2 separate regions of the Mus musculus genome follow, and region 1 is linked to region 2. The links are chromatin contacts, called in public HiChIP or PLAC-seq maps. All regions are on one chromosome and are shown on one strand. The core of a region is the stretch at or near the end of the contact, and the rest is flanking DNA. Distances in the headings are between cores, read along the strand shown. Region 1 has its middle 58 kb from the start of Gm27188. Region 2 overlaps Cgnl1 (cingulin-like 1).

Evidence for each region. HiChIP or PLAC-seq counts read pairs in DNA pulled down with a chosen protein or histone mark.
Region 1: an H3K27ac HiChIP or PLAC-seq map of embryonic fibroblasts shows a contact between it and region 2, with 6 times the contacts expected there. The contact joins two enhancer-like sites. A contact is called at or near these places in 2 of 39 promoter capture datasets (liver and stem cell-derived epiblast-like cells), 1 of 15 datasets of contacts at CTCF or cohesin (large pre-B cells), 9 of 484 Hi-C or Micro-C datasets (the C10 cell line, the CH12 cell line, the HL-1 cell line and 6 more), 4 of 115 datasets of contacts at active chromatin or transcription factors (embryonic fibroblasts, embryonic stem cells, stem cell-derived neural progenitor cells and 1 more) and 2 of 9 other capture datasets (adipose tissue and embryonic stem cells).

Annotation. Positions count from the first base shown.
Region 1 is chr9:72,192,051-72,199,174 of GRCm38.p6, forward strand. No RefSeq gene overlaps it. Among named protein-coding and RNA genes, the nearest start is that of Gm27188, 58 kb to the right of the region's middle. Within about 2 kb of position 5,196, at least 84 of the 459 cell types and tissues checked have an H3K27ac peak or open chromatin away from gene starts, as enhancers often do. A contact at or near this core is called in embryonic fibroblasts, where this site is marked.
Region 2 is chr9:71,623,449-71,630,224 of GRCm38.p6, forward strand. Cgnl1 (cingulin-like 1) reads right to left here. Exons shown (of 19, transcript NM_026599.5): 19 at 3,059-5,944. The coding sequence ends at 5,812. Among named protein-coding and RNA genes, the nearest start is that of Myzap, 34 kb to the left of the region's middle. Within about 2 kb of position 1,528, at least 27 of the 459 cell types and tissues checked have an H3K27ac peak or open chromatin away from gene starts, as enhancers often do. A contact at or near this core is called in embryonic fibroblasts, where this site is marked.

The DNA of each region.
Region 1 (7,124 bases), core at 3,946-6,445, 570 kb after region 2:
CACCTGGAAGGGACTTTTCTTTTGTCTGGATGAGGAAAAGGTTTTGAGATCAATAGGCAAGGAGTTATTTGGCAGGCTAAGGTCTCATTCCCTCATGCTTAATGAATCATATCCGGAATCAAGTAGGCAAGACACACTTGGACAAAATCCTAATATAGATATGAATCTAGGTCTAGCATCCTATCGGACTCTTGCTTGTACAATCCTCTGTGGGCTACACCACCACCTGCAGGCCAGCCCTAAAAAGTACATGTCCAAGAAAATGGCGGTGTTCCTGGACTAAGTTGCCCAGCCAAAATAGCTGCATTGTGCTTTGTTTATGCTTTGTTCAGTCCTGGGGTCAGGATCCTCATGGCTCATTTCCATATGGCTCAACTCCTAGAGTTTAGTAGACAATTCTTCACACATTTCTTCTCTTTGGCTGGCTCAGTAGAATGGAGGTTTTCTTGGTTCTCAGGTGCAAATGCAGCCTTCTAACCAGCCTTGTGTAATTCCTGCAGTCTTCCGTAATCTATGCGACACAGTCACTGTTTCCAGCCACTGAGATGAGAGCATTTTGTGCCAGACAGACCTGATGATTTTGCCCATGGGTTTCCTTCTCTAGGAAACTGCCTTTTGGAAATATTTAATTCCCTACCCCCTTGAGAGTAAGATCATTTGTCAGGAGGCTGGTGTGGTTAATTAGATGCAGGAATTCAAACCAATCACCTTCCCCCTTCCCCCTTCCCGAAGCACTTTGGATTTAACATTTCCTACGCAATCAGATGCAGCAGAATCCTGAGCGGAGGCTCAGGCACCACTTTTGGCAACCATCTGCTTGGAATTTCTTTTCTTTTTTTTTTTTTTAAAAGATTTATTTATTTATTATATGTAAGTACACTGTAGCTGTCTTCAGACACTCCAGAAGAGGGAGTCAGATCTTGTTACAGATGGTTGTGAGCCACCATGTGGTTGCTGGGATTTGAACTCTGGACCTTAGGAAGAGCAGTCGGGTGCTCTTACCCACTGAGCCATCTCACCAGCCCCTGCTTGGAATTTCAAGGAAGCTATTCCATCCTGTCCTGGTCTCCACCAAGAGGGCTTTGGGCCAGGCAGGATCTCCCATACCTGGGCTTGTATGCCATATAGGTGTAAGCACACAAGCTGAGCTACAGGATAAATAAAGCCAGTCATTGCTGTGGAGGAAACTGGGACAGATAAGTTTAGGGGAGAAAAATCAAACTCTATTTTGAAAATGTTTGATTTGAAATGCTTATTAGTTATCTGATGAAAACATTAAGTAGAAAGATTTGCTAAGTCTACAGCTTGGGGCGAAATGTCAGGACTGGAGAACATAGATCTGGGAGTTATTGACAAAGAGATAGAAGTTAAAGCCATGGGATAAGACCTCCTACAAAGCGAGCATGTATATCTAAAGAACAGGAGTTTACATGCCTCAAAAATTGGGATAAAAGAAAGGAGGCAGCAGACTTCTATGAAACCAATGAGGCATGGCAAAGCTGAACCCAGGAGAGACCACCAAGAGGCCTGTAAGAGCGGGAGCCACCAGAGCAGCTGCAGGGGGTAGATGGAGAAGAGCCCAGATCCTAGGGAGAACATATTTAAGGTGAAATAAAATGGGTGGATAACAAGACAGGTCAGTATAGACAGTAGATGATGGGTGGATAAAAGAGACAGAGATGCTGGATAAGCAATAGGAAGACAGCTGATTAAATGCATGACTTGGAAGGGAACTGTAGAGACGCTGGAGAGAATGAGACTGGGAAAGGCTTTCCATAGTGAGAGGGGATCCAGGACATAAGTGGCAAAGTCCAAGAGGCCTGGGTGGAAAGGGAATTTTAGTAAATGTGATGACGGGAAACATTCCAGTTGTCTTCTGGTCGCTTCTGCTTCAGTTATAAAAGGAGTGATGGCTTTGTTTTTGCCAGTTTCTGTGAGCCTTGGACTGAAACCTTTTCCTAGTTAGAACATCCTTCACTTTATCCTGAAGCTGAGCTAGAAGTCGTCAAGGCTTCTGGATCCCCAGCCGTACTACATCCAGTTCTGGTCCTTCTCTTAGGAAGGTCAACTGGATGGGGAGATGTGGCATGTCCCAACCCTGGCTGAGAGCCCACCCAAGCTGCATACACTGCAGAATACAGCCAGTGGAAGAACCGGCAGGTTAGCGTGTCCACCCACAGGCTGGGGCTGCTGGCACCCATTTTTAAAAAGCCACAAAACCATCTTAGTGCTGTTTAGTTTCTGCCTTGGTGATAATGTCTTACTTGCTTCTCAGTTGGGCTTCCAGTTTGCCCTCACATTTGATCCCCTCTCCCTGCCTCCTTCCCTCCCTCCCTCCCTCCCTCCCTCCTTCCCTCCCTCCCTCCCTCCCTCCCTCCCTCCCTCCCTCCCTCCCTCCCTCTGTATCTCTCTTTTCCCTTCCTGTTCCATCTTTGCACTCCCAACCCCATCTCTTTCTCCTCACAGATCTGACAAGGCTTTGGCACTAACAAGCAATACTCTAGCTCCCCCAAGGATGCTACCCCTTGACCTTTTCAGCTCCAGCCACAGACTGGTTCCAGGCTTCCACTACCATGTCCCTTTCTAGGAAGGCAGGTCCTCATGCAAATGTGAAAACAAAGTAAAAAGATAACTAATGGGGGGGCTGGCGAGATGGCTCAGTGGTTAAGAGCAGTGACTGCTCTTCCAAAGGTCCCAAGTTCAAATCCCAGCAACCACATGGTGGCTCACAACCATCCGTAACGAAATCTGATGCCCTCTTCTGGAGTGTCTGAGGACAGCTACAGTGTACTTACATATAATAAATAAATAAATCTTTTTTTTTTAAAGATAACTAATGTATCCATAAGACCTTATTGATGAATTAAAACCACCGTGATGGCTTTTGGAGCAGACCTCTGACATGGAACCCTCTTCATCTCCTTCAACTCCAGTGGGGACAATATCTTCTCAGGAACAGCACATCTCCTGGGGAATGAGTGAAGATACAGATGATTCGGGCTTAGAGAAGATGAGAATAAGGAGGAGAGTTTCCTCCACAGACGCTTCCCCCTCCCCGCCAACAAGCCCTCAGTGACAATGCACAGTACCTACACTTATCGCTGCTTAAACAACAGATTAGAATATTTCTTTTCCTAGTAAGAATTTTATAGTAAAAAATGAAGACATACATTAATATAAAATGAAAACATATAACTGTACATCCATGTTTTAGTTTAGTAAATATGCTTTCAGTGGGTGGACATTATTGTATTTGAATAAGACAATCTAAGTAAAGATATTTCTAACTAGATGTAAGTCTGAGTGAATGCTTACTTTCCAAATTAATCTTTGAGTAAATGAATGAAGCTATTTCAAAATGTTTATTATGATGCTAGAGAAATGGCTCATCAGTTAAATGTTTTTATTTGCATTTCCTAACAGCTAAGAACACTGACCATTTTTCCAGGTACCTTTTGGCAACCTGCCCAGCTTTTCAGTTATTCATGTACTGATTAGATTATTTGTGGTATTTAAGCTTTGAAGTTCTTTTTGGATTTCATATACTAACGTGTCAGATGTGAATCTGGCACTCACTGGGTAGCTGCCTCGTCTTTACATTGTTTCCTTTGCTTTGTAGAAGCCTTTTAGTTTCACGGGAACCCACTTGTCAACTCTTAGTGTTGCTTTTTTTATGCTATTAGAATCTTTTTCAGAAGGTCCTAGCCCATCCTGTGTCAGGAAGTGTTTTCTCCTGGCATCTACATTAGTTACTTTGACTTCTCTGACCAAATTACCCAACAGCAATGACCCAAGGGAACTTTGGCTCATGGTTTCAGAGGAATCTAGTTCATGACAGAGGGGAGGGAACACCACAGCTCACAGCAGTGGGAACAGGTGGCCCTGTTCCTCCATCCTGGCAAACCGTGGCAAAGAGCTGGGGATTGGGACCAGAAACAGGTACAGCTTCCAAAGACAGTCTTTTCTTTTGCCAGCCAGGCCCCAACTCAAGTTTCCCATAGCTTTGAAATTAGTACCACAAACTGGAGACTGAGTAGTCAAACATGAAACTATGGGGAACATTCTAGATTCAAACCACAACTGGATCCTCTGACTCCCTTTCTCCACTGAGTCTTTACTCTGGCTCATTTGTCTTTAGCTTGTCTTGGGCTTGCCTAGCCCAATTTTAGTAAGCATCCTTCAATGTATTAAGACGTTTGACACCCAAATACCCTTGATATATGATTAACTCTTTAAACCCTTTCCTTTGCTACGAGGCCTGTGTTCAGCAGCAAAGCTAACATATCAATTTAGAAAGAGTGTTCTCAGTCCAGTGTCCCCTTTTGGCCATTCTGCTCAATGGCCATCAACCCTTACTTGACTTTGTCTGCCACAAGATCTTGATCCTTCTTACCTTCTGGGGGTACAGTCTACCCCTACTGAGAAGAAATCTTCCTATGTTTACAAGTGACAGAATCATGTTAGCTCTCAAAGAGTCACAAGGAGAGTGGGGTTTCCTGATCGGTGGATGAGGTAGAAGCCCTTAAATCCAGCACCACTCGGATGCTGTTCTGTCCGTCTCCTCCTTACTTTTGGAAACCTTAAAATCGTAACTTGTCCTACGGGCACTTACCCTTTCTCTTTACTTTTGGCTGTTGAACACATCTCATGGCAGTCACTAATTCATCCCACGGAATGGAATAAGAACCATTTAATATGATTATCTTCTCCATTAAAGCTGTCATCATAATTAGAGCCGCAGTGAACTGTTTGCCAGGAATGATAACTTCTGCCAAGAAAAACTTGGGTGTCATTTTAGAAAAATTCTTAGGTGGGGGAGGAGAAGATCAGAACCATCTGTGTGAAGAGCCAAAGCTAAATAATGATCGGCAGAGCCCCTTTCCCCGTCTGCCAAACTCTGGCTGGCCAGCCAACTGGACCTTGCCAAAGATGCTGGACGGAACCAGCTTTCAAGGTAGCACAAGGGGCACGCCCTCTCCAAGGAAGAGAGCCTTCAGAAAAACCAGTGGCAAATCCAAATCAGACTTTCCTGTGCAGGCTGTCTTTAAAAGTTACAAATATATTTGTTTGCAACCCCACGGTTTCCAGGGCAACCACCTGAGCCAGGACAGAAGCAGAAGGCTAGACTGGGACCACCCACTGCAACTCTCATTTTATTCTGATGGCAAGAACCTCTATACCGACTCAGAGTGTTTGTCAGGCCTCTTGCTGTGAGTCACTGGAATAACATTTTGCCCTGGTGGAAGAGTGCCACAGGCTGCTGCTCCCTCAACCCCAATACCGAGATGCTTTTAAATGGAACCAAACATCCCAGGAGAGTTTTCTCAGCACAAGAATTACTTTGTCGCACATTTTTAGATTACGCTGTAAATTATAGATTTAAAAAAATACATTATGCTAATTTCTTCCAGCGTGTCTTTTAGTTATTTTTAGGGAAAGTGTCTTTGGAATTGAGCTTCGCTGTTAAGTGACGAGGAGAGGAGATAAGAATAAAACGAAGACAGAAGGATGTGTAGGACTCTGGCTGTGGCTGCATCACACTCGGGCACTTGGGAATGAGCAGTTTGTGTCCAGTGTGGATTTCAGCTGATGTCAGTGGAAGTCGATCTGGCTCGGGAGTCATTAGGCTTGGGCGTGCCTTCTCTTTCTGCAACTGTTTTGGATGTGTGACTTTGAAACAATTTGATTCATTTTCCTAAGAGTCCCCTAATCTATGAAATGAGTGTGTTCGGCAAGATCTCTAAGGGGCTTCTGCTCCTTGCACTGCGTGCTGAAACTGAGTTGAATGTCCTCACAGCCCTTGAACAGATGGTGTTGACTAGCTTTATAAGGAATAAACAAACACAGCTGTGAGCATTAGAGAAAATTCAGCAGTACAAAACCCTTGCCCCGTGTTCTTCATGATGGCGCGTTGCACTGGGCAGTTGGCTGGTTCTTTCCCTTTGATTATATATGCTTGACCCTTCTGTATGCTTGTTTTAGACAGGATTCAGAAACAGGCCACAAGAACCAGTCAAGTTGTTTAAGCAGTAGGGTGTAGGGAGTCGGAAATCCACGTGTCAAGTACTGCATGAGGAGACGACGGACCATGGGAACACTCCCAGCATCTCAGCGTAGAATCCACCTGTCCAGAAGACATCTCTCCAACAACCAGGCAAGGTGCCTCATTTGGGTGCCAAGATTGTGGGAAAACTCTACCAATAAAGGTCAAAGATTATCATTGATCAAATAGCCTTCTGGGGCTTGCCGTGTAATGGGGGAGTCCCTTCTCAGGCCTTGTCTGGGGTATTCTAAGCCCTCACATTTGCCTCTACCTGAGGAATGTCATGTGTCCTCAACTAGTGTACAGGATCAATTTCCTTAAGCTGACAGCACCTGATATTCTTGAAGTGCTTCCCTCATGCTAATGAGATGTGCCAAGTCCCCAGCCCCTGACCTTTGCCCATCCTGGATGTCCCTACCCTCAGTCCCCCAAAACTGTATAAGCCTTCAGTCACCCTAAGTAAAGTTGACCTGCCTACTGACAAGTGATCCCAGTGTGGTTATTCACATCCTCACAGGGCTTCAGAACCGATTGACATTTCTGTTCCCACTGTCCTTGGGATTGTATCAGACGCTGGCTCACGAAGATTGAGAGACCCACACAAGATCACATCACCACAATGCAGAGAGCTGGAGCCTCCATTCTTAGTCTACCTGTACTATACCTAATCTGTAACTGTCACAATTAAGGCTTTGGTGTTGCTTCCCTTTCTCCTAATGGTTCTGAGTGCGTGTGTCTCAGTGGAAGAACCTAAATCGTGTTTGCAGTTATAAAAGAATGCTTCCAACAACATATCACAAAAACATGAACTTCGAAGATTTAGACAAAAGAGAATAATTCAAATCTCTGCTCTAGAATTTATTAGGTTCATGCTCTTCCGATATTGGTATTTAGTGTCATTAATATATTAAGAGCAGAATGCAGCCAATATTGCTTAATCTGTTTTTCATCTGTCCAGTGGCCTTTTGGTTTTGATGAGGTGCCCTCCAGGAGCCTGATGAAAAAGTGTGGGTGACAGGATATGGTGTTAGGAGGTAGGGGAACCTTTAAGAGGTGGGGTCTTATAAAAGATCCTTGGACC
Region 2 (6,776 bases), core at 278-2,777:
ATGCCCTGCAGCATTCAGCTAGCCTGGACACAGGTCGATCCTTGTGAGTCCATCCAGAGAGCCAGGCTGCCACCCTCCCCTCTCCCAGGACTACTCCCCCAGCTTAGCAGAGACTCTGCAGCCCACTCCCTGCAGGGAAAGGTTTCACTGTGAGCTCACTTGACTCTGTGATCTGTGAGGACTGTCTGTGTGCTGGCTTCAATTTGCAAGTGCAGTTGTGAATTTCAGGCTGTCACAATCTGCTCACTGTCTGATGACAGTTACTCTGGTGACAACACTGTTAGGTTTTTCACCACAAAGCATTCTTTGAGGCAGAGGGAGTGAGTAAATTCTGCAAGAACCACCCATCCTTGGGGACTTGCTGATGTTGCCTAAATGCCATCAGTGAGACAATATAGGGCCCAGTGACCGCCCAGAGTGGCCCTGCTACCTGGTTCAGACTCAGAGAAGTCAGGATTAGGGCTTCAGCAGGGAATATCCCAGTGGGACAGAGTTCTGAAGATCACAGCTGCCAACTTCTTGGATCACCAGTTAGAAGAAGCTAAAGGAAAGGGTGGTGGGGAGTGTGTGTGTACAGAAGTTCACTGTGATCTCTGTCGACCCCTAGTGGCTCTACTAAGTGGAAGCAGGCAGGCAGCAGAAGTGAGAACCTACAGGTACAGGGGTGGAATGCAGGTGGATTGGAAGGCAGTGGGAGCCCAGCTCAGGAATGACATGAATGGCCTGGGTCTTCTTGGGCGTGTGACTTTGGTGGGATGAGCAGAGAGTGTATTCCAGAGCCTGACCCGGATTTAGTCCTAAGTGTCCATATCCTGCCCTGTGCCTCTGGCAAGGTTATGTGTGCCTCTGTCTAGGTCACCACACTCGCCCACCAGGACACACTCCAAGGTGGTTGTGAGTCTGCACACCATGTGTGGAGCATGGCAAGTAAGCCAGGGATACACTGGTCCCTGCACAGCACACAGACTAGAGAATGGAGGGCTGAAGCAGAAGGAGAAACAGACAACCAACATGACATCACCACAACAAACAGCTTTATGTCTAACTCCTAGCTCCACCACTCTTGTTGTTGTTGTTATTGTTGTTGTTTTTGTTTGTTGTTCTCTGTGTTGCCCTGGCTGTCCTGGAACTCACTCTGTAGACCAGGTTTGCCTTGATCAGCCTGTCTCTGCCTCCAGAGTGTTGGGATTATTTTTTTAAAAAGATTTATTTACTTATTATATGTAAGTGCACTGTAGCTGTCTTCAGACACCCCAGAAGAGGGCATCTGATTTCATTACAGATGGTCATGAGCCACCATGTGGTTGTTGGGATTTGAACTCAGGACCTCTGGAAGAGCAGCCAGTGCTCTTAACCAGCCCCCAGAGTGCTCTCCGGCTCCCAGAGTGCTGGGATTAAAGGTATAAACCCACGCCACCCTGCTCTTCACAAATTTTCATTTCATTATAAGCTGCCAGGGTCCCCAGACTGCTTAACGCTGTCGCCTGCCCCCTGCTGGCGGGTTCTATAGGTGCACTAGCTGCTTCCTCCAAGGGCACCCAGAAGCAAAATGTACAACGTGCCAAGGTTCCTGCCTTGTCTGTACCGTTCTCCTGAAAGGGCTGTGTTTATTCAGGAAAACCCTGGGCATTCTGGCAGGTTTGTTGACCCTCTATGGTGAGACCTAGCTGACAAGAGTCTGCCTGTGGGACCCTTGTACCCTCCTTGCATACAGTAGCTGGTGTGCCGAATGACTTTCAGAACATATTCATCTTTATAAACCCAGAACACACATTTGTGTCCCGCCTCTCCTCTCATTACTGTTGCTTTATGGAGACTTAGGCCAAGTCTTGGGTCAACAAACAGAAAAGTTAGTGTTTAACAGGTCCGAGAACAAGGGCCAGGTGTGTTGACTCTTCTGGAAGGCCAGACATTTCTGGATTGGGAACTCTTAAGCCCCTAAAAAGAACTTGCTTTTAGCTGGGTTTTTGTTTTGTTTTAATTAGAAGGGCAAATTCTAATGAGTTGTGTAAGAGTCAGGATTATGAGTATTATCCATGAGGTCAAGGGTGGAATGTCAAGAATGTGATGGGAAGGCAAGTCCTGGGGAGGACTTGGGTTTGGGGTTTTGTTGTTTTGGCTTTTTTTTTTCCTCCCTTCACTCTGGGCTTCCTGAGCCTGTTCCTCCCGACAGCTCAGGACCAGGAGCCACACAGAATATTACTCCCAGCCAGGGGATCCTGAGAAGAGACCTACATCAGTCTGGTAGTTTGCTGGGGGGGCGGGGGGGGGGGCGGCATGCTTACATACATGGAGGGGACAGGAAATGGGACCAGATGTGACTTAACGCAAGCAGTGGTAGAAAATTCAGGAAGGACTCTGAGGGATCTGGAGAGCCATGGCTACCAACATATGGGCTCCCCAAGTCCCAGGGAGCACACCCAAGATTGCTGCACCCAAGAGAAATGCCCAGATTCCACATGCACTCAGGTCAAACCAGTCATCTTTGGAAGCTGGGGTGTGGAGATCAGCTCCCTGAAGTGGAGAACAGAGGGGACACGGTGGTCTAGGGAGAAGTGGCCCCAGCTCCATGGGAAATGGCGACTGTAGGGAGCCTGTTAGGAGAGCGACAGAGCACACAACTGTGCTTGCAGAGGAGGCAGCCAACCTTAGGAAACAGGGATCTGATTCTCAGTTGTCAAGCTGGAGTAACTTCCCTTTGTGATTTTGGAATGAACCAGCTGGGACTCAGCACATCAAGGCCATGGCTAACATTTCATCAGCATTCACTGCTCACCACCCCATAGTCTCTCAGAGTGGCCCTGGGCAACCCCTGTAGCTCCCAGCATATACATTGGCGCTTTCTTTTTGCTTGGACCTCACTAATTCCACATAACTGGCGGGCCACCAAGCTCCCCAAATCCCCGTCTCCACCTCCCCAGGAATTACAGGAGTGCGCCACTACACTTGCCTCTTGGGTGTGGGTTCTGGGGATTGAATGGGTCCTCATGCTTGCACAGTAACACAGCATCCAAACTGGACAGAAATCAAAAGATAGAAAATAATACAAGAGCCAGGATTCCTGTCAAGTGACAGTTTATTGAAAGGAAACCTTGCTTTATCCATGAAGTCATTCCCATGGAGGTAGCTGTGATAAAAAATGTCTCTTCCCCATGACAACGCATAGTAACCAATCCCTACTAAAAGACCCACCAGAATATTCCAACTGTCATGGTGGAATGACACTCCAGAGCAGGAAAAACAAATTTATAAAAGCCATACAGTGATTGTCTTCTCAACATTGCACTTGGCAACATGTATGTTTTTACAGGAGATATTTTTAAGCTAGCTAAAGAAAACGCTCTTGAGCAGGATTAGTTCTTAAAGGAATAAACAGAAAAACATGTATATATAAGAAGACCAAGGGATGCTCAACAGATTCGAGCTGAGAAGGACCTGGAGTCCTAATCGCCACCTTGTCCCAGGATGCACCTGTCAGGATCACAGGGAAGAGATGAGGCTGGGACTTACAAACCTCGTTCTAAACCTCATTCCAGTGTCGCGTCACTCACTGACTATACTGCACACACCGGCTCGCTGCCCACTCCATTACAGCACAGGAGACATGCCCTCATCTCGTTTAGCCTCCTCTGGTGTGTGTGTGTGTGGTGGGGTGAGGGACTCTACAAGTGTTTCCAGTGGTGGCCTCTGCTCTCCCTTCCACGAGCTATCTTCCTTCATATAGTTAGCCCCATGGCTACCAGAAGGAACTGACTGGAATAAGGGCTGGCTAATTTTTGTCAAACCACAAAACAAACACCCTTCCTCGGGGTCTTGATTTTTGTCACCTGAATCTCTGGGATGAGCAGGCTGAGACATTTCTAGGCTGAGTACAAATATCGAATGATGACATGAGAAGATTCTAGGAGCTAAAGAATTCCTGTGTGTTCTGGGGAACCAGCCAACCAATCGCAGGCCATCACATTCCCAAGAGGACAGAGGTTCTCCGAGGCTGAGTATAGAGAGGTTCAGGCTGCATCACACTCTCCTGGATGGTTACAGGAGGGCAGGGTTGGTTGGGTTTTTTTGAGACGGGGCCTCCTATATAACCCAGCTTGGCCAAGACCTGCATATGTATCCAAGGCTGACTTTGAACTCTGGATCCTCCTGTTGCCACTTCCTGTGTTGGGATCACAGGCATACCACACCACACCCGGTTTATAGAGTTGGGGGTTAAATACAGGGCTTCCTGCACGCTAGGCACGCATTGCCCCAGCTGAGCTACATTTCCGGCTCAACATTTTTACTTCTATTTACTGTGTTTCCAGTGCCCAAGTCTGTGCCTGACACATTTTGATGGATGATAGTACATGCTTGTTACATGGAAGAATGGCTGAAAGCAGAAGTCTCTCCATACCCAGTGAGGAGACAGGCGAGGGAGACAGTGGATCTCGGGATGTGTAATAGGGCTTGGTTCTCTGGCAGCAGATGCTCATCCTTCAGATCCCTTCTCTGAATCTAGCTGTGTGAACTCTGACCTGCTGTGGACAGGACCTTATGGTAACCTGGTCCCCAGGAGTCCCCATATCAGGAAGCCTGAGGACTCTGCTCCAGTGTCCTGTCACCTCTGCCTTACACATAGGCAACTCACAAGGCTCTTTCATAGGTGACTGTCACAGTCATGAGGAGACATGGGTAGGCCAGGAGATATGCAGGGATGCCCAGCATCCTCCCAAAACTACCTTGGCATCATGTGCTTGCCCTTGGACCTCACCCCTTCCTGACACCTGTTCCCAAAAACAGCCCTTCAGATGGCAAGCACTCCCAATCCCTTTTCCCATCATTCCAAACTCCAGCTCAACCCCCACCCCCTGCCCTTCTTGCACATCCCCCAGCTTTCAAGAACGTCTCTGTATTCCTTCTTACATCAGCCCCATACCCACTTACTCATCCCCTGCCCCATGAACTTCCTGGATGCCTCCCTCCTTAGCCTCATACCTAAGCCCATAGGCCTCGTCTCAAGGCCCCTCCTATTCCTCCAATTCCAGGCCTGAGCGAGCTTCGCTTGGAGGTCTGCCATGGAGGAAAAGGGCCAAGGAGACACAACAACAGCGCTCTTGTCCTTTAGGAAGCACAGCACTTGTTAAAAATCTCATCTGTCTCCCATTCTGCTTGCTTGAAAGCAGTGGGGAGTAGGGACTGCTCTTTGCATGGTTCAGATAAAATAAGCAACCAAGGCCTCAGACTCCGCCTAAGTGTCCTTCCCCAACCATCAATGAGCTGGTTTCCCATACAAACCAATTATTGATTCCCACTGTCTGACCCCCTCTGGTTTCCAGAATAGCCTTCACTCTCCCTCCTTTGCCTCCAGCTTCTTAATACTTGAGATCTGGTAGCTTCATATTTTAAAAGATAATCAAGATCAGTTTGTGAACTTTACAAAGATGTCATACTCGAAAGGCTCTGGAGCATCCTTAAGGAGAACAGCGGTCCTTGAGAAGGTCTGGTTCAGTCTATACATCATTTCATCCCTATGTGTCCCTATATCATTACAGCTGGCACTGGAACCTTCTCCGGGGCAGGAGAAGGAGTGATGGCAGACAGCAGTGCACAATGGGGCTTTGTCTTACCCCCAAATGTCCCAGTTAGGTCATCTGAAACTTCAATAGCTCCCTATCTAAGATCCAAGGTCACTCAACCACGCAGAGGCCCCAGGAGGAATGTGAGGTGGTAACCGTGGGTCTGACTCCATTCACAAGCTCTATTTAGTGCCTCCTACTCTGTCTAGATGACTGCAGAGTCCTGTCAGGATCAACGGGCCTGGAAGCAGACTCAGATCTGGCTGGCGATAGTGCTGTCTTTGGGAAAGGCATAGCTCAGTGGGGCTTCGTAGAGGCTTCCCGCATCACTGCTGAGGTCGTCGTCGTCCGAGTCGTCCAGTACTTTACTAGACAGTGTCTTAAGCCTGTGGAAACACAAAGGAGATGTTCCTGGACCCTGGCTTGGCCTTGTCTCTGATATGGAGATGGAGGAAAGGATATTGGGCTCCTGACCCCTACCCCACTGCTGCATCCATATGCATGAATTTGCCAGCACCAGACATTTGTCTTAGCAACAGGTACAAACTGTCTGTTATTCCTGATCAGCGTTAGTGGGGTGAGCTACCAAGAGTAAAACTAATTTCTCCTTCTGCCTAACTCTACTATGGCTGCTGGTCAGGGTGCTTCTGATTCACTATGGATTAAAAACTTTTTTTTTTTTTTTTTTTTTTTTGTCTTCTAAGACAGGGTCTTATATAGCTAGTCCATGATGGCCTCAAGCTAACTATGTGGCCAAGAATGGCCTTGAGGTTTGGATCCTCTTGCCTCTGCCTCCTAAGTACTGAGATCATAGGTCACACACCTAGTTTATGGGCTGGTAAGGGATGGAACCCTTAAGGGAGTGTCTGCGTGTGAGACAGGCACTCTACCAACTGAGCCACATCCTCACACAATAATGTCTTAATAGTTTATCAGAACATCATCTCTTGCCCACTGTTGCAGCATACTGCTGAGCTTGGGACAAGTTCTCAGTCCCATGTGGTAGGATTCTCAGTGATCCGCAGACATGTGAGTGGAGCTTATGAGAGCTACCAGAAGCGGTAGGCATCGAACCCCAGGCACAGACAGCCTCCACAAAAGGCTCTGGGTGGGCACGAACCCACACTCAACCCTCACCTCAATACCCCCTACACTGGTCCTGGGATAGGGAAAACCCTTCTCTAGCCCCACCCTTCAGCTTTCCTCAGGGCAGCTTGG